Regions from separate parts of the Mus musculus genome. Here regions 1 and 3 are each linked to region 2. The links are chromatin contacts, called in public HiChIP or PLAC-seq maps. All regions are on one chromosome and are shown on one strand. Each heading gives the region's core, a stretch centred on a gene start, on an enhancer-like site or on the middle of the called end of the contact. The rest is flanking DNA. Distances are from core to core; before and after follow the strand shown. Region 1 overlaps Gm38424 (a long non-coding RNA gene). Region 2 overlaps Plb1 (phospholipase B1). Region 3 overlaps Rbks (ribokinase).

Region 1 (4,717 bases), core at 2,003-4,502, 740 kb before region 2:
CTCTTGGAGGCCAGAAGAGGGAGCTGGAGCCTTGTACTAGAGTCACAGGCAAGTGTGAGTGGCCTGCTGTGGATCCTGGGAAACGGACCTCAGTTCTCTGCAGAAGCAGCCATCTCTGCCTGCAGCCCATGACTATGCTTGCTTGCTTGCTTGCTTGCTTGTTTTTGAGACAGGGTTTCACTATGCAGCTTTGGCTGGCCTGGAATTCCCTATTCAGACAAGCTTGACTTCAAACTCTCAGAGATCCACTTGCCTTTGCCTCACATGCTGGGATTAAAGGTGTGGCTACCACATCCTGCTTCTGACTACTCCTTTTTATGGATCTTTTCCATTCTTGGAAACAGTTGAAAATGTCAAATCTTGTGGCAGCCATCTTTTTTACCTTCTTCCTTGGGGGCAGGATGTGAAAAAAGGAAACTTTTGAGTTGACGTATATGATTGTGCTCTAGTTGACATACATGACTGTATTCTAGTTGACACAGGTGTGTTCTAGGAGACACATATATGACTGTGTTCCAATTAACACATGACTGTGTTCTAGTTGACACATATGACTTTGTTACACAAAGTGGAAGATGATTTGGTCACATTGGTCTGGATCTCCGTCCGCTGCTTTGGGCCCCTTGCTGAGCCAGCTCCAGTCACCCTCCCAGTCTGCCTGCTGCTCCTGCTCACAGGGCCACCTCATTATGGTTTTTCTGAGCTCCTGCACTTTCCTTGTTCTGCAGCACTGGCTTGCCTAATTCGCATGTCCTCTTTTACTTACTGTTGTTCCTTTGAGAAGGGTTGGGGGTGCCAGGGTGGCTTACTCAGCTCTACAGGGGCTTGTGACTAGTGGGGACACATTGACACATTGAGGTGCTCTCCTACTGGCTTCACATGAGCCCTGGAGCCAACCCCACAGTGGGTAGCACTGTGTCCACAGGACGCTGAGGAAATCTAGCATTCAGCCAACAGCTTGAAGCCTCAGGTCTACTTGCCTAAAAGGAAGGAAGGATGCTTCCTGTCCTTCTGAGACAATTAGGAACACTTAAGAAGGAATGCATTGTAAAGGTAGAGCAAGGGGCAGAGGGAGGTAGCACAGTGGATTCTGGTGCTGGGCATCTTCAGCACACAGGAAACAATGAGTTCCAGACAAACCTAGGATATATAGACTCTGCCTCAAAAAGCTATCTCCTTCCCCAAACCCCAAATGTATAGAGCAGAGTCAGAAAGGGGGTTAGAAGAAATTGAATCACCAGCAAGAGAACCTGGTTGAGTACTCAAGTCTGGAGAGGCTTTCAGCTCTCAGAAGGGGCTCAAAGAGAGTATGACCTTCAACAGACCTGCAAGTGCTGCACATCTCTGTCTAATCCATGAGCTTGCAGCCCAAGTTTCCCAGAATGTAGAAAAAGTTCAAACACATAGTTCTTGAGGTGACATTGGTAGCCCTTGATCTCACAGGTGAAAGAAGTAGTTCTTGCCTGCCTGGAACTCAGAGATCTGTTGGCCTCTGCCTCCCAAGTGCTGGGATTAAAGTCATGTTTCACCCAGCAAGAAGAATACCAGCTAGGACTCTAACTCAGATCTCACTCTGGGATCCCCTCAGCTCCCTGGGTCTGGTGATCTATGTAGGAAGAATTTAGAAAACGGGCTGGTAGGTAAATGTCTCATCAGGTAAATGTTTGCAACCCAAGCCTAGCAATGTGAGTTCAAATCTCTGGAATCCCTATTAACACAGAGAGAAATGATTCCGTAAAGTTGTCCTCTCGTCCCATACGTGCCTGTGACAAGCACAAGCATGCCCACAAACATAATCAGACAAGCAGCACAAACCTCAACCTAGAAGATAGAATCTAGCACGGAGAAGGTGAGAGGGGGCTAAGAGACCATTGTTGAGGGAAACACTGAGGGGGCGAGCTGGACAATGCCCAGAGAGACCAGTATTTCAACCTACATTTTAGGTTGGCTTTATGCTCGTTCTTACAGTTTCTGGAACAGACAGCTTCCTAAGGGCATTTCCTTATCTAGGTGTTTGACAGGCTCAATTGGATTAGCTCTGAAGGGACAATTAGTACGCCTTTGCTCTTTACCAGAAAACCTCTAGCTAGATAGTAATCGTATGGTCGTTTGGACAGTTTCAGAATGTCATGGCTCCACCCGGGCCTGCTCTTCTAACCTGTAATCTAAGTTCTGCAGCTTTGGTTCCTCACTTTACAAGATGCTGATGATGAGGGAGGAGCCCATCCTTGGCTTTCAAGCCTTCTAGAACCTGACTAACAGCAATGTATATCAGTAAAAGACATGAACTGGGTATGGTAGAGAACACCTGTAACCCCAGCACTTAATAGGCTGAGGCAGGAGGGTTACTGTGTGATCAGGGGCTAGTCTTGTTTACAGAGTAAGGTCCTATCTCAGCAAACATCTTCATGATAATAACAATAATAATAATTTAAAAATAGAGAAATTGTGTGTAATGATAGCTAATATAGCCTTTGAGTCAAGTATATTGTCATAGGTTCTTTTTCTTTTAATTAAGAAAAAGTTGTGGGGCACATGCCTTTAGTCCCAGCACTGAGGAGTCAGAGACAGGACAGCAGGGTTACATGGGGCTGGGGTGATGGCTCAGCAGTTAAGTATACTTATTGACTGCTCTTCCATAGGACCTGGGTTCAATTCCTAGCACCCACATGGCAGCTCACAAGGGCCTGCAACTCCAGCTCTAGGAGATCTGACTCCCTCTTCTGGCCTCTTCCAGAACCAGAGTTGTGAGCAACCTGATGAGGTGTTGGAAGCAAACCAGGGTCTTGCAAGAGTAGTAAGCACTGTTAACTACTGCGCCATACCTCTAGTCCTAAAAAGCCTTTTAAAATATTTTTAACATTTATTTATTTGTTTAGTGTGTGTGTGTGTGTGTGTGTGTGTGCGCGCGCATGTGCGTGTTTGCACATCACCCCCAGATGTCACAGGCCTACATGTGGAGGCTAGAGGACGACTTGCAGGAATCTATTTTCTTTCTCTACCATGTGGGTACCAGGGATGAAGCAATGTCAGGAGAGTGGGGAGGACTCTGGCAGCTGAGCACTTCTTTTTCCATGGATTTGAATCTAAAGAGAGACTGTTGGGTGGAGCCTGGCTGGAAGGAGAGAGACAGCCTCCCCCAGATTTCCAGCTGCCCCAAGTGGTTGCCTCACAGGCTGTTACTTAACTCTCCTTACCACTTCCTGGGGTGGGGAAGGGAAGGGTGGAGTGTAGCAGCTGATGCAACAGGCCAAGCAAAGCTGCTGTTGTTCTTTGAGGACAGAGGCAAGGCCAGCAGGGTTGGGCTGTCCTGGGCTGCAGCTGTAAGACTCCGCTCTCTGAAAGGTCTCAGCTTCCTCTTCTTGCTGTCTTTATTACTGAAATGGGGCTCACCCTCTGACCCTCTAAATTTCTCTGTTAGGATTCACCTGCATTCATTCACAACTTCATTAACTTGAAGCCATGTCTGCTGGGAACACATGCAGTGGGGTGTTCAGAAGGGGACAGGCTGATTGGAGGACCTGCTCCCACTAGATCATGCTTCCCAGGAGTTCTTCCAGGGGGAAATGGATCCAGCCAGAGGGATCAGAATGTGTCAGATCCAAAAATGTCTTCTGTAGTGCCAACAGCTTCAAAACACACCTTGGGGAATGCACTTTCTGTTTAAGGACACATCTAGCCATTAGAAATGAGCTATGTGTCATTTTCTCTTTTCCATTACACATACAAACACACACACGCACACACACACACACACGTGTAGCTGGGGTGATGTTTCAGTCCAGTGTATCTTAGATGTGCGTGCATGCTTGTGTGTGTGTGTGTGTACATATATATGTATGTATGTATGTATATATGTATATATATATGGGGCATGATGGCTCAGTGGGTAAAGGGCACTTGCCACAATAGTGTAGCAATCACTTAAATTCAATTTCTGAGGCCTAGATACAGGTAGAAGGAGAGAATAAACTTCATAATGCTATCTTCTGACTTTCACTGAAAAGAAAAGAAGCTGTGGAGGTACACAGAATTTGGCTGACCAGTAAGTTCCTAGGATCTATTGTATCTTCCCATGCCCAGTGCTAGGGGTCCAGATATGCCTGGAATTATTATTATTATCATTATTATTATTACTACTATTATTTATAGGCATTCAGATATAGCTCCTTGAGCAAGAGCAGTAAGCGCTTTACCCCCTGAGCCATCTCAGCAGCACCTAGAACATATATGTTGAATGTAACATATAGAATTCTGTCCTGTGTGGGAAAATTCACTTCTAAATCTTTCCCCAAGTCAGTTCATTCTGAGATGATTAATTTGGTTAATATATGATTGGCCCCTTTTCTCCTTGGCATCGAATAACTAAATTTAGAAAGAAGCCTTGAGCAAGGTAGCTTATAATTTAAGTGCACATTTTATGATTATACACTTGTTCACATACAGGGGTATGCAATCAAATGTGATCATCTGGACAGCCTGAAATAGAGCAATTATGGTGTTAGTGCAGTGGGGCAGGAGCTGGGGGCCTTCTTGTGTCAGCCATCACCCTGATTTATGGATGGTTTTATCTCATTAACCTTTAAGTCCGGAGCTCATGAGTGACTCTTGGAACTGCAACCTACGTGGAGGCAACCGTGTAGTTCTCCACATACCAAACTGAATTGGCCCAGCCAGCACGAGTCATAGACAGCATCTTCGGAAAGGCTTTGCATCC
Region 2 (4,339 bases), core at 1,216-3,715:
GAGAGAATAAACTAGAGGTCGCTGGGGCGGGGTGGGGAGTGGGAGCAACACTCCAGGAAGGGAGAAGGAAGGGGAGGGCAAGGACAGAGCAGCACAGCTCAGGGCCCTGGGCTTTGAAAGAAGTGACAGGCCTGTGTTCCTCCATGGAGGCTCTGCAAGAAAGCGCCAGGAGATGGTGACACACACCTTTCGTTCCAGCACTTGGGAGCAGAGGCAGACAGATCTCTGAGTTCAAGGCCAGTCTGGTCTACACACTGAGCTCCAGGACAGCCAGGGCCACACAGAGAAACCCTGTCTCAAAAAACAAAGAAAGTGGGAAGCAGAGGGACAGAACGGGGATGCTGGATTATGGCATCCACACTGGGGACAGTGTTTTGCTTTGGACCCTGGAGATGAACCTTGATGGCAGGAAGGGAGCCTGTGGTACCTATGAAGTCAGATGGGATGCCAGTGTTGTCCACTGCAGGCATGTGAATGTCTCCAAGGGTATGATGGACAAATTAAAGGACCTTCACTGGGGCTAGGGAAGCATCAGAAGAGATCAGCAGGACCAAGCGAGAGTCTGGGGGGAACGCAGACAGCAGAGAAGAGAGTAGGCATAGAGAAGAGTGGGACCTTCCCTAACAAAGACTAATCTGAGTGCCAGCCGCAATTCGAGGGCCAGAGGCCCCGGGAAGTCCTCAAGCTACATTGCTACAGGGAACCCTTTTCTGTTTTGTTTTGGTTTTGGTTTGGTTTGGTTTGGTTTGGTTTTTGTTTTTTTTTCAAGACAGGGTTTCTCTGTATAGCCCTGGCTGTCCTGGAACTCACTTTGTAGACAGGCTGGCCTCAAACTCAGAAATCCTCCTGCCTCTGCCTCCCAAGTGCTGGGATTAAAGGCGTGCGCCACCACCCAGTTCAACCCTTTTTAAAGCTTCTCTTTGCTCTCCACAGACAGCCACCGGAGCTCGGCCAAGTGGATATAAAAGGCTAGCCACGCCCTGGAGGGGGCTGTCTTGGAGGTAAGAGTGCTCTTGGCTCACTCTCTACAGATAATAGTCCCCTAAAGAGGTATAAGAAGCCAGGCACTGGTGGCATAAGCCTTTAAGCCCAGCACTCAGGCGGCAAAGGCAGGCGGACCTCTGTGAGTTCAAGGCCAGCCAGGTCTACAGAGTGGGTCTACAGAGTTCCAGGACAGCCAGGGCTACAGAAAGAAACCCTGTTTCAAACAAAACAAAACAAAACAAACAAACAAACAAAAGAGGTATAGCAAGTGGATTCCCCACCACCTGCTCAGGGGTAGGCCTAGTCCACATGGCCCAACTCTGATATCCAAAGAGACTGGGTGATGCTTGGGTTAGCTCTGAGGGTGGAAGGAGAAATGCCTCAAGGACAGAATCCCTCTGTCCTGACTCCTACCTGTGACAGCCCAGGAGGCCGAAGGTCAGTGCAACATTGACTGACAAAGTTACTTTCTCTTCCTCAGCATTGGAGGAGATGGAAAGTTGGAGACCCATACCACACTTCCCAGTAAGTATCCCTCACCAAAATGTCCACCATAACCCTCACTGAGACTAAGGGCTTCTGCCTACAGTGGGGGAAAGAGGGCACTGTCTGCAGGGGAGGAAATCGGCCAGCCCCAGAGGGATAAGCACCCACACACACACTCCCACCCACATGTGCTTCCAAACTACATGCCCACCTCAGTTCCTTTCAGCTGTGCTCTTTGCTTCATCCCTCTCTAAAGACATCCTGAAGAAGTTCAACCCTTCCATCACTGGATTCTCTACTGGTACCCTGGACAACAAGGCAGGATTAAATGTGGCAGAAGAAGGAGCCAGAGCTCAGTGAGTTGATGTGGGGACTAGCAAAGAGATTAAGGTGGGAATTTGGGAACAGCAAGGGGAAGTGTCTAGGACCCAGCTGGGTCGTAACCTCGGTACGCAGAGCATCCCTGAGTGCTGGACCTGCATCAGATCTTCCACGTGAATATCTCCTGTAATCTGTACACCGTTGGGCACAGGTACTATGGTGTGGGCTCTGTGGCTAGAGACATTCTTAAACAGCCAAAGTCACCTAGAAAGTTATGAGGGAAGAACCTGGATCAAACCATTCCTGAACATAGCCCTGACCACTGCACTGTTAAAGGGGCAATAGGAGCCCGTCTACTACACAAGCAGGCTCTGTCCCTGCTGGCTCCAGTCCCACCTCCTGTCTCTCAGGGACATGAGCCATCTGTTCAGAGTGGCTCACAACATCGTGAATCGCTCAGTTCGCTTCCTCTGCTTTTCTCTGTCTTGTCTCATATCCTTGACAGTTGGCTGTCAGGGCCCCTCACATAGCTCAGCAGTGGTTGTTTTCTCTGGGCTCTCTGTTGTTGACAGAAACCCAGGTAATGAAAGCTGAAATGTCTGACTGGGTTCATTGACTTCCTGCACGGAGCAGAGCACAGAGCATAGAGCGTGCTGGGTATTTGCTTTGCAGAAGGATCGCTGCTGTGTTCTTGTCACCAGGGAGACGGCACAGGCTTGACTCACTCTGCTTACAGAGAACATTCCTTTTGGAAGCCTAACCAGGACCCAGGGCTCAGTGTGAATCTCCATGCTGCAGAAGCCGTGATAGCTCCTCAGTGTCACATGAGGAAGGACTACTTTGTCTACAAAACACTGGGCCCTGTGGGCGTTCTAGCACCTAGTGACTGTTAGGATTACTGTCCTGAGCATGGAGCCCAGGCTTTAGGGCTGGCTCCTCAGTCTGTCAGTCCTCCTCCTCCTCCTCCTCCTCCTCCTCCCCCTCCTAGTAACTGTCATGATCATAGAACCCAGGCTTTGTTCACCAGGGCCTGGTTCCTCAGCCTGTCAGTGCTCCCACTCCTCCTCCACATAGTTACTGTCATATGCATGGAGCCCAGGCTTTGATCACCAGGCTCTGTCAGTGCTCCTCCTCCTCCTCCTTCTTCTCCTCTTCTCTTCCCTTCCTCCTCTCTCTTTGGGAGGGGGCATGTGGGTATGTGCATTCAGGTACATGTATACATGTACTCCTTGTGCTCCTACAAGTTGAGGCCAGAGGACAATGTCATATTCCAATCAATAACTCACCAGCATTAAATTTTCAAAGATTTCTTTTGTGTGCATGTGTGTGTGCCTGTGTGCCCTCCTGTGCCTGCAGAGGCCAGAAGAGAGGGTTGGGGGTCCCTAGAGCTAGAGACACAGACGGCTATAAGCTGCTTGGCATGAAAACTGAATGCTTGTCCTTTGCAAGCAAACATTTTTAACTGCTGAGTTTTCTCTCCAGCCCTCTGATGTTATTATTTGTGTGTGGTGTGTATACACGTGGGAGGTGCGTGGTCATCTTTGAGAAGCCAGTTCTCTCCTTCCATCATGGACTTCCAGGACTCAGACTCTGGGTTTTCAGGCTTGTGTGTAGCAAGCACTTTCCCTCACTGAACCAACTCGCTGCCCTCCTCACTTTGTATTTTGAGACCCAGTCTCCCTCTGAGCCTGGAGCTCACCAATATGGCTAGTTAGCTGGCTAGTGAATTTCAAGGGTGCACCGTCTCTACCCCAAGGAGAGTACAGGGGTACACTGCTGTGCCTGGCTTTTACATGGGCACTGCGGATTCCAACGCAGGTCCTCACGCTTGCATAGCGAGCACTTTACCCACTGAGCTGTCTCTCTTCAGTCTCCCGCCTCCCTTCCCCTCCCCTCCCCTCCCCTCCCCTCCCCTCCCCTCCCCTCCCCTTCCCACCCTGCCCTGCACCTCTGCCTGAGCAGAGGCAGTAGTAGGAGACATCATTGACACAAAGTGTCCAGTGTTGGGGGAAGCAAAGTTTGAGTAAAGTTTGGGAATCGTTCTCTTATGTCTACTCTGTCATTTATCAGCGTGGATAAGTATGAGTTCACGGGGGGGGGGGGGGAATCCAAGGCTCCAAGTTTGAATCCCCAGCAGTCATGTACACATGAGGCAGGTACACAGAGGTCAGATCTTCTGTGTTCAAATCTTTCCTCAAACCTGTAAGACTATGTGATCTTGACCAAGTTTCTTAGCATCTCTGAGTCTTGGATTTCTCCTCTATAATGAGGTTAATCATAGTACCTGTCCCTCAGAGCCGTCATAGGATTAAAGGAGATAAACTTTAGAAAGAATTTAGGACTAAGTACTCCACATGCATACAAAAATTTGCTGTTATTTGGGCTATTTAGTTTCACAGTTTTATTCAACAGCTAACTTCCCTTTTGTTAAACAACAAGCAAAACTGCATTCATTCTGAGTTAGTGAGAGAGAGCATAGCCTGAAATGGTGTAAACCCTGTGCCCTGAGGAATGAGTCCATCAAGGGACTAGACAACACCACAGACTC
Region 3 (4,724 bases), core at 1,196-3,695, 710 kb before region 2:
ATATGGTGCCCCTTTGGGTGTCTTCAGTGGAAGCAAATGTACATCTTCTAAGCTTGGAGTTTTCCATCTTGACCCTAGAATAGCCTGGAGGGCTGGTTAAACTGGAGATCGCTGTGCTCCGTCCTCAAACCTTCCGATCCTTTAAACCTTAGGTGGGGCTTGGGATTTGCATCCTAATGAGTTCCCAGGTGGTACTGATGCTGTGGGCTGAGACACTCTCCAAAGGAATTTACTTCTGGAAACAGTGACTCATTTAAAAACCAAGTCTAGTCATTTAGGTCTAGGATCACACTGCGGAATTCCACCATTTGGTCAAAAACAATGGCAGGAAACAGGATAGAGGGCTCCATACGGATCTCTTTTGATTTGTTTTTACTTTTTTTCAGATAGAGCAGGCTAGCCTTGAACTCACTGTGACTCTCTTGCCTCTGCTCCCTGACCACCAGACGTGCTGCTGCACCAGGCTGGTTGAGGAAAACTGTGACTTTTCCTGACTGGCCTTTAGGAAAGGGAGGCTCTCCCAGATACGCTGAAGAGTCGGGAGAACATGAACACTTTGCCCAGCTTCCCACTGCGAAATGTTCATTGTCAACCTTTATTTTATTTTATTTTTTTCAGCTTCTGATAAAGAGAGCACAGAAAGGCCACGTTGTTAGGCGGTGTCAGGGAAGAGGGAAGAGTGAAGCTGAGCAGGCAGGGGGCCGTTCTCTGCTGCTAACATGAGGGGTGTAGATTGGAAGACAGGGAAAAGTCTGAGTTTTGCTATTGTGATCAGAACAGAACAGGTGAAAAGGTCAAATTTTAGATGCCAGAGACAAACATGTAACGTTTCACTTAGAGAAGAATCCCAGTAGGAGAAAAAAGAAAAAGAAAAAAGAAGAAGAAAGAAAAAACCCCACAACATATGACATTAGTGCTTGGCAGAGAGAAAGTCAATGCTTTGTGTCACAGCAGGGGAAGGGAGGCGGAGGAATGCCTAAATATTGGCTCTGTTTTAATTTCCATTCTACATTACATTAAACTCTCCCTGTACTCCTCTCTAATTTACAGTGAGCGCTGACACAGATTGGTGTGCCTCTTCTTTGACATCAGTATTTCTCTTGAATTATGTATTTCTATCTGGAACAGGGTTTCTGGGCTGAGGCTTGCTTTCATTTAGATGGGTGAGAAGGATGAATGGGAGGTCAAGTGTGAAACCAAAGGGAGCTAATGCTCCAGTGTTCTCAGGCCCAAAGAGGCCGAGGTGAGATTAAAGGGGACACTGGTCTCCCTGTTTTCACTACATTGATTATACTTCAACTACTGTGCAGCAAAAAGCTCTAGATTCTTCGCTTGTTGGTACCCTGCCTTTATTTGTAAGATAACAGGTGATAATAACAACCGTATCACTGGGATTTTATTTAAAATTGAGTCACAGCCAAGAGAAGCCCCTGCTGGATACAGTACTCTGAGAGCTCTCAGGTTTCCCCGTGTACAGGGCTGTGGTGTTCAGGTTGGCTGCCCTCTGATTGGTGACACATGGCTCCTGGATTGACAGAGGTCATTTGCTGGCTCCCCATGGGCCTGCCCGTGTATTGGGGTTCTCTTTCAGCCTCACCAGTCAGTGATGGCCTCTTTCTGGCCAGTCACACCAATTCTGGAACATCTTGATGGGGTGGTCTGAAGTAACACTTGCATCCAAAAGATCTCATATAAAATGCAGACTTATCCAATAACATACACAGCAGACAACCCTGTACCCCTTCGTGCCCCTCACCCTACTTCCAGTCCAAGCTGGAGCCCAAAGGGACACCATATATTCAGCAATCTCTGAGAACCCTTCTCTAGCTTCACTTTCTACCTGAAACTCACTCTGTGCTGGGGGTAGAAATTTGGGGAAAGCTGTTTTGCCTGTTGCCTGCAGTCTAGGAAGCCAAGGAGAAAAATGGCTTATGGAGACTGAAAATAGGCTAAGACCTCTATTTGCCCAAAAATGTCTGCGGTAAATGAATTCATTCTATAATTCAGAAAGGAGGGAAGGAATCCTGAGTGCAAGCTAAAAGAAGAAGAAAAGCCCTATTCTTCTTGCACTGTTAATCTGCTTTGTGCTTAAACAACTTTACATATCTGCGAATAAATGGCACTTAAAAACAAAGTGTCCGATAGTGACTCATTGGGCTAGAAAGACTGGCCTTGCCTTCTGTGGTCAGCAGTCTTTCTTCCTGTGACTCCAGCATTCTAGACAGAAACCAGTTACTCCAATATGACTTGGTATCCTACAGGCTTTGCTGAGACCGTCTCTGCCCAGCGCTCCTCTCCACCAGCTGCTTTCTTCTGTTTGAACTATTATCATTGTTCTCTGAGAACTGCTAAACATACGGAGCCGTTGGATTAGCACACAGCAAAGGCATCTGATAGCCTGAGCAGCAGCCGCAGGTCGCACCTCTACTCATGCACAGGGCTTAGAGTAATTAGTCATTGCACAATGTTGTATTCATGGCCTTTCTGCGCCTGAGCTGTTAGGCCACAAGCTCTGCAGCAGTTGCTGTTAGGAGAGGGTTTCTTTCTGGGTTATTTATAATGTCCCCACTTCCTCACAGTGACTGCCTCACCCCCTGCTCTTGAGCCAGGTCTACACTGTGAGGACAGTGAAGGGACTGGGCAAAATTGTTTGCAGACTCTAGCTATGCTGAAAGGTGGAGCGGGTGATTCACTGCCAATGGCTTGAACCTGGTCTGTCTACACAACCCAAATCCAGCATGCCCTGCCTCACAGTCTCTGACAGGAATGGTTATATGGAGCCTGTTTCAGTCAGAAGGGAGCTGGTCTCTAAAGTATGCATTAGAGGGAAACTACCTGAGTATTGTGCTGGGAGGTATTTGAACGATGGATATTTATTACTCATTATTTATATGCATTCTATGCTATTCATTTTTAGTATATTTATTATTACATTCCAGCAGGTATTTAAGTGAAGGTAGGTTTCTGTTCTCAGTGCCTGTCTGCTGAAGAGAGAATTACCAGAAGGCAGGTACACAAGCCTACGAAAGACACACGCAGCCACTTGTGTTTGGAGTTTGGTTGTTACACTTCTGCCTCTATTACCATGGCTGGGTTTACTCTGTGGGAACTGGCTTCAGTCATAAGGTGAATCAGGATCCCAAAACATTTGAAAACCACAGAGACCAACGGAATGAAGTTTGTTTTTCCCACAAAATGTCCATCTTGTTGTCCTCTGCCACCCACAGGTGGAGTAAGCTGGCCTGTGAGCCCTAAGGCTTTGCCTGCTTCTGCCTTCCTAGGACTAGCATTGCAAACACACACTTGGCTTTTAAAGTATACATTGGTGAGAACCACTTTCCAGATCTCCCTGGTCCCTGTTGTTTGATTTCTTAAGGGCAGCTGTTCAGACTGGGGACAAATGGAAGTTCTCACCTCCCCCACAACTAGGGTTTCTTTGTGTAGCCCTGGCTGTCCTGAATCCCACTCTATAGACCAGGCTGGCCTTGAACTCAGAGATTAGTCTGCCTCTGCCTCCCAAATGCTGGGATTAAAGGCGTGCACCACTATCTCCTGGGTCAAATGGAATTTCAATACAGGTTTTTTGTTTGCTTGCTTGCTTCAGGGTCTTATATAGCTTAGGCTGGCCTTGAACTCAATACGTAGCTGAGGCTGACCTTAAACTCCTAATCCTCCTACTTCTACTCCCCAAATGCTGGGATTACAGGTCTATGGCACCATACCTAACTAAAAATCTGGTATGGTATCATGTGACCACAATCCCTGCAATCCTGTCCTCGGAGATGATGAGGGTAGGAGAATCTTGAGACCCACTGTAGTACATTATGTAAACACACTCATACACATACACACCTCTTTGTTTATACCATTAACAGTATCGTTGCACAGAGTACAACCTATAGTGTGCAGTCATATTTTCCTACACAAGCAAGCAGATGTTCAGGTCTATGACGCACACACCTGCCTTTTGACTGCCCTGCACACCTGCATCAGCAACAGTGAAGACCACGGGCATGGCAGGCTCAGCGTTCTGGGCTTTGCAGTTTGACAACATTTATTTTATTTATTTGGACTGATGCTGAAATGACTGCTCCTTCTCCATCCCATGCCACTCTTCTCTGTGGCCACACTTGGGCTATCTCTGAGACAGGCCTGGTCTCAGATGCCTTCCAGGGCTGCTAAAGTATAGCGCCCTGCAGCACTGTGTAAACTCAGTTCTTCTGTATTGGGAAGACAGGAAAAAAAGCCCACGCTTGGCCCTGGTTCAGTTCTTCAACAAGAACATGACATTTCTGGTAAGCAATTACAATTAGATTGTTAGAGCCTGGGTTTTCAACTGATCACATTCAGGGTTAGGAAGGATAATTTCAAGTACTGAATTCTGCCTGATTAGCTAATAAATGAGGTGGTCTGCTGATGTAGAAGCAATGCAATACAGCTCAGGCAGCCTTCAGGGCATGACAGATGTCGCTCGTGCTCTCTGTCAGCTGCCTCAGTGATTGCTCTGCCCCTGTCCTTTCCTCATAGCCGGAGAATCTTCTGTAATCCTCGTCTTTTTCTGGCAGCCTCTGGCAGCACAGTCTTAAGAGACTTTTCTAGATGTCATTCTTGGGACAAGGAGGGCTAGTTAACAAATAGATTTATTTATGTGTAGTAATGTTTTGCCTGTGTGTGTGTGTGTGCATACTGTATGTATGTGTCTGATGTCTGTGGAGGCCAGAGGA

The links. HiChIP or PLAC-seq counts read pairs in DNA pulled down with a chosen protein or histone mark.
Region 1: a contact with region 2 is called in a FOXA1 HiChIP or PLAC-seq map of pancreatic cancer cells. The contact joins two enhancer-like sites. A contact is called at or near these places in 1 of 39 promoter capture datasets (embryonic stem cells), 4 of 115 datasets of contacts at active chromatin or transcription factors (embryonic stem cells and pancreatic cancer cells) and 2 of 9 other capture datasets (embryonic stem cells and liver).
Region 3: a contact with region 2 is called in a FOXA1 HiChIP or PLAC-seq map of pancreatic cancer cells. The contact joins two enhancer-like sites. A contact is called at or near these places in 2 of 115 datasets of contacts at active chromatin or transcription factors (embryonic stem cells and pancreatic cancer cells) and 2 of 9 other capture datasets (embryonic stem cells and macrophages).

What each region holds. Positions count from the first base shown.
Region 1 is chr5:31,599,354-31,604,070 of GRCm38.p6, forward strand. All of the region lies in intron 2 of Gm38424 (a long non-coding RNA gene), which reads left to right. Among named protein-coding and RNA genes, the nearest start is that of Gm38424, 4.8 kb to the left of the region's middle. Within about 2 kb of position 3,253, at least 197 of the 459 cell types and tissues checked have an H3K27ac peak or open chromatin away from gene starts, as enhancers often do. A contact at or near this core is called in pancreatic cancer cells, where this site is marked.
Region 2 is chr5:32,343,911-32,348,249 of GRCm38.p6, forward strand. Plb1 (phospholipase B1) reads left to right here. Exons shown (of 59, transcript NM_001081407.1): 48 at 934-1,001; 49 at 1,466-1,509; 50 at 1,727-1,826. All of the region lies in intron 1 of Gm36840 (a long non-coding RNA gene), which reads right to left. Among named protein-coding and RNA genes, the nearest start is that of Gm36840, 8.7 kb to the right of the region's middle. Within about 2 kb of position 2,466, at least 168 of the 459 cell types and tissues checked have an H3K27ac peak or open chromatin away from gene starts, as enhancers often do. A contact at or near this core is called in pancreatic cancer cells, where this site is marked.
Region 3 is chr5:31,634,651-31,639,374 of GRCm38.p6, forward strand. The region is part of intron 7 of Rbks (ribokinase); the gene reads right to left. All of the region lies in intron 2 of Gm38424 (a long non-coding RNA gene), which reads left to right. Among named protein-coding and RNA genes, the nearest start is that of Mrpl33, 23 kb to the left of the region's middle. Within about 2 kb of position 2,446, at least 95 of the 459 cell types and tissues checked have an H3K27ac peak or open chromatin away from gene starts, as enhancers often do. A contact at or near this core is called in pancreatic cancer cells, where this site is marked.